Linked DNA regions of Mus musculus: region 2 is linked to region 1. A link is a contact called in public Hi-C data. All regions are on one chromosome and are shown on one strand. Each heading gives the region's core, a stretch centred on a gene start, on an enhancer-like site or on the middle of the called end of the contact. The rest is flanking DNA. Distances are from core to core; before and after follow the strand shown.

Region 1 (3,264 bases), core at 600-3,099:
GAAAAGGAAGGATGGTTACCTAGCATTCCCAGGCATCAGGCATCAGGAACTTCACTTTTCAAATGGCTTTTCAAATGGCTGTATCAATAATATGTATACAAGATAACTTACTACTTACAATGAAGTATGTTGAATAACTCTGTTCCAATATTGTGGGGATGAGTACCCAGGACCTCTCACACATTAGGCAAGTGAGCTTCATTTCTATTCCCTGAATATTTTTGTTTTGTTTTGTTTTTTGACACTTGTATCGTAGGCATGTCTTGATCTCAACTGGCCCAAGTTGACTTTGAACTGCTGATCCTTCAGCCTCCACACCCTGATTACAGCATGAACCACTGGGCCTGGTTTTGAAGTAGTGAGGATTAAACCCAGGGCTGTGAGTATACAGCAACACTTAACAACTGAACTCCATCTCCAGCTTCCAGGAACAATGGTTTTGTTTGTGAAAGGCATGCTCTCTATGCCCTAATGAGTGTTCCTCTGGCACATGCATAAACAAGTCACAAGAGCTTTGTGTTACTGTGTTACTGCTTGGAGACAGGTCTTGCTGTGCAGCCAAGGCTGGCTTTCAAGCCTGAGATCCTCTTGTCTCAGGCCCCAGAGTGCAGCCACGTGCCAACACAACTGGCCAATTCAAGATCCAAAATCTTATTTCAAAGCCTTTGGGGCCTATCACAAAAACAATGAACTGCACATTCATATCTTAGAGAGGTCTGGTACACTACCCTGCAGGCAGACATTGAAATGTGAGCATAAATGGGAATCTTTTCACTCTTGAAAGTAAACAAAATGGAAAAGAGACCTTAACGTTCATTGTATCCCTGTCTGATAGGTTGTAAAATTGTTGTGCTTTTCAGGACTGGTTTGTTGTTTGTTTTAGAATTCTACTTGAGATATCATGAACCTACCAGAGGGTTCATTCAGCCCATATGGTCCTCACATCTGAAGTAGACTGTTATATGAATGCTCGTTAGCGTTCAGAGAAGAAGGCTTTTCATAGCAAGGAGGAATAGAAAGTATGACTTTTCATTGTCTTGATATGTGCTTATGCATTTAGCAGGACTTAGCCCAAGAGGTATGAGGCTGGCTGAGGGAAAGGGCACAGCTGTCACCTCCTGCCAGTCAAAAAAGCTACTGATGTTTAGGGACAGGAACCTCCACCAGCGGGTGACCCTGGAGTGCAGGTCAATAGGCTCAGGCAGATGAACAAAGGTCCAAGCTTGTTACTCCAGGAGGATCGAGATACTGTGGGAGCCATAGCACATTGACTTTTGAAAAAGCAATGTCTAGGTTAGAATAACAGATTCTGAGTAGCCACAAATATGGTTAGGCTGAGTTTTCCCTATGGTTTTAGGTCCTAGAATTGTAGAGAAGGAATAGTGGACTTGTGCATTTCTCCCACTAGCTAGTTATATTCCTCAGAATTCAGTCCTCTGTGAACTGTCAAGTGATTTATCTATAGCAGCACCTCTGCTTTTAAACTGCCCTAAGCAAGCAGTCCTACAGTGGAAGCTGTAGCAGTCAACTCTGGGTAATTTATGTAACAGTGGAATTGGTCAGGGCAGAGGAGCCAGCAAGAGTGGATAAGTATCATTGCACAGTCAATGATGGCATAAGGTTGAAACTGTAGAATTCCACATTTTAGCCCTACTGCATGTTACAAGTGTCCCAGGGGAAATTGCCCTGAGCCTCTCCTCTTTAAAGAGGTAGTCTCTCTAGTGAGATCTTTTGACACCAACACTGGGCCTTCTATGCAGTTGTGCAAACACCACCGTCTAACCCAACCCAGTAAATCTTCAAATCATTCTGTTAGCGTCAACCACCATTCAAGGGAGTGCCTTCACAAAGGCTGACACATCAGCAGGAGAATGAATAACTCTAGTGGGAGCCCTCCCAGGGAGGGCCAACCCAGGTGCAGAAAGAGCCCAGAAAGGTTAACCCAGGACACATCTCACTTCCCTCCCTCCTTTGCTTCCTTGCAGCCCCCACTCATTAAGTCCATAACACTGAGGCTAGGCAAACTTCTTCAGGCTAGGAAGGCTATGGATTAAGAGAAGAGCAGGAAGTGAACAGAACTGTAATATGAGTGTATGGAATTCTCAAAGGATAAATAAAAATATATTTTAAACATTCTCTAAAAAGAGGTATGTGACAAGTACATTAATGGGACCCTTGTTTTCAATAGGATCCCCCATCAGAGACAGCTATAGAATGTGAATACACCAGCCCTAGGATGAATTCTCTACTGTATTAGCTATTTTCTCTTAGAATTCAGGTCATTGCCAGCCTGACCCAGCCAAAGTGCACTACTCAGGCTCTGGGTTATAAGATTTCTGAGACCAGAGAGGCTTCTCTTGATCCTTGTAACATGGATCAATGTATAGGTGTCCAGGAGGTCTAAGTGGGAGTGACAGTAGGGAGGATTAAGAGATGCCAAGGGCAGAACCCATTGAAAGCCTCAGAAGAATGATAGGAACCAGAAGCAGGGAGGAAGATAGATGAGATGGGCAATCTAATACTCATGGGGAGAAGACACTAGGAGGAGAATAGTTCTGCCTCTCAATGGATAGATTCCTGTTGAGAGCCCTTCCCCCATCCCTTGAAAGTACTGGGAAAGCACTAGGAGGAGGAATGTTGATCTAGTAAGATCCTGCCAAGATGACAAGGAGCCAGACGCCATGCAGAACAAGTACTGAGTAAGTACTGAGTGCCAGGTGGGCTATTTGCTCTGTTGAGTGTCTCTAAACCAGCCAAATGGGAATAGCACTGTACAAGACAGTTAATCACGTCCCCAAATGAACCAGCAATCAGGAAGCTGCTGCTTAAAGATGTGCCCCGAATCCTAGACCCTGCAAGGTTATCAAGAACACCTCTTCCAGCTACTCTGGAAATGTCTTCCCTCACCCCTGTCTAATAAGCTTCAACTTGATCTTTAGCTCCACAGGCTCCAGCGTCCCTTCCTGTCCTCCTCTGCTCGCCAGAAATTTCAGTCTCCATAACTCATGAGTGCATGAACTTGCTCAGTTTGTCTCAAATATCCAGGGAGAGGGAACTACTTCATGTTCTCTCGGAGCACAGACCACAGCCTACATAGTTAGGTCTTTGAATAACTAATAATTTCAATACTTAGTGTAGTAGTTTAAGACTTTGATTGTGAGAGAAAAATCATGCTAGTTTTTAGTGAACAATGTAATAAAATGGTCCCTGTTATAAAAGGTGGGGGGCACTTAGGATCCTGACTTGGCAATTATGATGAGGTAA
Region 2 (3,002 bases), core at 469-2,968, 82 kb after region 1:
TGGGTACATCATAACACTATACCAGTATTACTATAACTCGCCAAATGAGTCATTAGTATAGTTCACATGGTTCACAGCTAGGTAAGACTAGACTCCTTTTTCCCCAGCAGCCTACAGAGCATCTTCGAGTACTATGACAGCCAGGCAGCACGGAGGACATTCCCTGTTCAATACCAACTTGATTTCTCCATGTTCCATGATCTTCTGTGTTCTGTGGTATCTTCAGTAATAATGTCTTACCATCAAGCTCTTATGGACAATCAAAAGCAATAGTGGAAGTATCTCTCACTGGCACTGGGTTTTTTAGTCTGTGTGTGTGTGTGTGTGTGTGTGTGTGTGTGTGTTTGTGTGTGTGTGTGTGTGTGTGTGTGTGTGTGTGTGTGTGTGTGTATAAACTCATGTTCACAGAGAGACTAGGTGCAGTTCAGTAGTAGAATGCTTGCCTACCATGCTCCAGGTTGTACGTGCCATGCACAACACCACAGAAAGAGAAAATATTATAGTTGGTGACATCTAAGCTTTTCCCTGTCCTAGAGCAGGTATGACTATGGCTGGGTATGTGTCTTTGTAATAGGAAATAGAGTCCTTTGGGCAGTAGTGATGTAACTAGTCATATGTTAGACCCATTTCTAGGGTGTTTTGGGAATGGCCATGCTTATTTCCACAGTGGCTAGACCATTTTGCTCTCCCACCAACAGTGATGCTGCTCAGGAAGTGTCCCTGTGGCTTTTGGTGCTCTGTGGCCCTTCAAGGTTTTCCACAATGCTTAGAAAACTCATGTTCATAGACAGAAAGAGATTGGGTGCACATCAGTGTCCAACATGTTCCAAGTTCTAAGTACCATCCACAACATTACAGAAAGCAAAAATAAAAGAAACATCATGGCAAAGAAGCGTGTATTGAAGAGGGAGAATGGAAAGCTAGTATTTAATGGCACAGAGCTTTTGTTTTTCCATAAGAAAAGTTTCTGGCAGCAGGTGCTGCAGACAACAAAAATGTGCTCAATTCCATTAAGTGGTTAGCACAACCAGCTCGGTAAACTTAAGGTATGTGTTATCTTCCCATGAAAATCACCTGAATAACTGTTAGATGTGATGCAAAAAGTGAGGGGTGAAAGATGGCTCTGAATTTTGGATTTGCAGGATGGTGAGATAGAGGCAACTCACAGGCAATGATGGGAGAACACTTAGATTTAATGTAGCTAAAAACATTTCAACTAAATGACTAACAGGCTGCAGGGGTCCTCGAGTGAGGAGCACACCCTAGAGGAAGCTTGAGCAAAGACCGGGGTTAAGGGATAACAGACTCAGCCAGAGTTACAAGACAGCACTCGGTTCACCTATTAATAGCTTGCACACCTAGTCTATGGGACGCAAACGCCGTCTGTATCGCAAGTTTTGGGAATATATTGAAAGTATACACAGTATAACATTTACTGGTACTGGGCACTACTCCCCAATGCTTTCTCTGTGGATGATTATACAGCCAAATCCTTCAGCCTAAGGTGCATGGACTGAACATCCAGACTGCACATCCCCCAACCCTCCAGCCTCCCCTTCCCTTCAGTACTACAGAGCCAAAGGGGTGTGGCCATGCAGTCATCCTGGAAATCCTGATAAAATAGGCAGTTGTTGCCTCACCCCTTCTTTGGGCTCACAGCGATTTCCAGATGCCTTATCTAGACCCTGGAATCAGCAATGCAGGTCTGACTCACCCCACATGTGCCAATGGAGGCCACAATGTGAGGAAATAAGCAATACACAATTGGGGAGGCCTTTTGTATGGCAACCAAGCTTCACTTTTCCTAAATAGCCACTTCGCTGTGGCAACATGATGTGCAAGGTCACGTTTATCTTCAGCTCTCTAAGGCAAATCTTTTAATATTATGCTCAGTGCTGAGACATATTTCTTTCATATCTCCTCTCTCTCTCTCTCTCTCTCTCTCTCTCTCTCTCTCTCTCTCTCTCTCTCTCTCTCTGCATGTGTGTGTGCACATGAATGTGTACATACAGGATGCAGGTGTGTGTGGTGGGTGGCACATGTGCATGTGGAAGGATAATTGGGGATCATCCTTAGGAATGTAATGCACCTTCTTTGAGATGGGATCTCTCATTGGCATGAGCTAGACAATTAGTTAGACTGGCTGGCTAGTGAGGCTAGAGCATCCTCTCTTGTCCTCCCCTCCCCTCCTCAGGGATGACAAATGAACACTCTCATACTCAGTGTTTTTATAACAGGCACTTTACTGACTGAGTGACCACACCAGCCCTGGCTGTTTCTTTTACTTCATATTATGAATTCTTTTACAAAATAAATAAACCTTACAGCCCCTCAAGAATTTTGAAAATCTATGTCCCCGCTTTGACTTGTAAGACTGTCATTTTTAAATTGATACTGTTGCAAGGATGCTGTTGCTAGTATATTGGAAAATTTTAGATACTGAAATTGATAAATAAAATTCATGTCATTGGAGACCATGGAGGCTAAAGTTTCTGGTCAGCCTTCACATACGTCAGTGGAGAGCACATACCCTACTCTGCGGACGATTGGAAGTCAGGTGAGAGGGCAAAGGCAAATACACAGATTCTCAGGAAGCATTCTCCAGGACTTCTGACTATACACTCAAACCTCCAGAGCTAGAAGGCAATTCACTGTACTACTGGACTGTTTCCGGATGACTTCTTTGGCAAACACCTCAACAATGCTGTTTTCCTATTCTGTTAACTGACATTCACCATTTGTCCTGTTAGCCACTAGTAAGCTTGTATTGAACTAAAAGGAACACAGGGGGCTCTCAGTAGAACGTAGATAGTAGGATAATAACATAATGAAGGACGAGGGACACAAAGTTTAGACAAGAGCTCCCAGAATTCATCCTGAGGCACCTGGGGGAAAATGAGAAAAAGCAAACCAGAGGGCTGACAGTGAGATCATCATTCTAGATAACTGGATACCAGGAGTTGGCTGTTTGTGCCCTCAGCATACATATGGTGAATTACGGT

What was found. Hi-C and Micro-C count contacts between places; a contact is called where the count stands out from the background.
Region 2: a Hi-C map of uterus shows a contact between it and region 1, with 2.7 times the contacts expected there. The contact joins two enhancer-like sites. A contact is called at or near these places in 2 of 39 promoter capture datasets (epiblast stem cells and liver), 4 of 484 Hi-C or Micro-C datasets (nephron progenitors and uterus) and 1 of 115 datasets of contacts at active chromatin or transcription factors (embryonic stem cells).

The regions. Positions count from the first base shown.
Region 1 is chr1:4,519,017-4,522,280 of GRCm38.p6, forward strand. No RefSeq gene overlaps it. Among named protein-coding and RNA genes, the nearest start is that of Gm22307, 8.4 kb to the right of the region's middle. Within about 2 kb of position 1,850, at least 9 of the 459 cell types and tissues checked have an H3K27ac peak or open chromatin away from gene starts, as enhancers often do. A contact at or near this core is called in uterus, where this site is marked.
Region 2 is chr1:4,600,908-4,603,909 of GRCm38.p6, forward strand. All of the region lies in intron 1 of Gm37323 (a long non-coding RNA gene), which reads right to left. It overlaps Gm46082 (a long non-coding RNA gene), which reads right to left. Exons shown (of 3, transcript XR_001778820.2): 3 at 2,002-3,002. Among named protein-coding and RNA genes, the nearest start is that of Gm46082, 4.3 kb to the right of the region's middle. Within about 2 kb of position 1,719, at least 4 of the 459 cell types and tissues checked have an H3K27ac peak or open chromatin away from gene starts, as enhancers often do. A contact at or near this core is called in uterus, where this site is marked.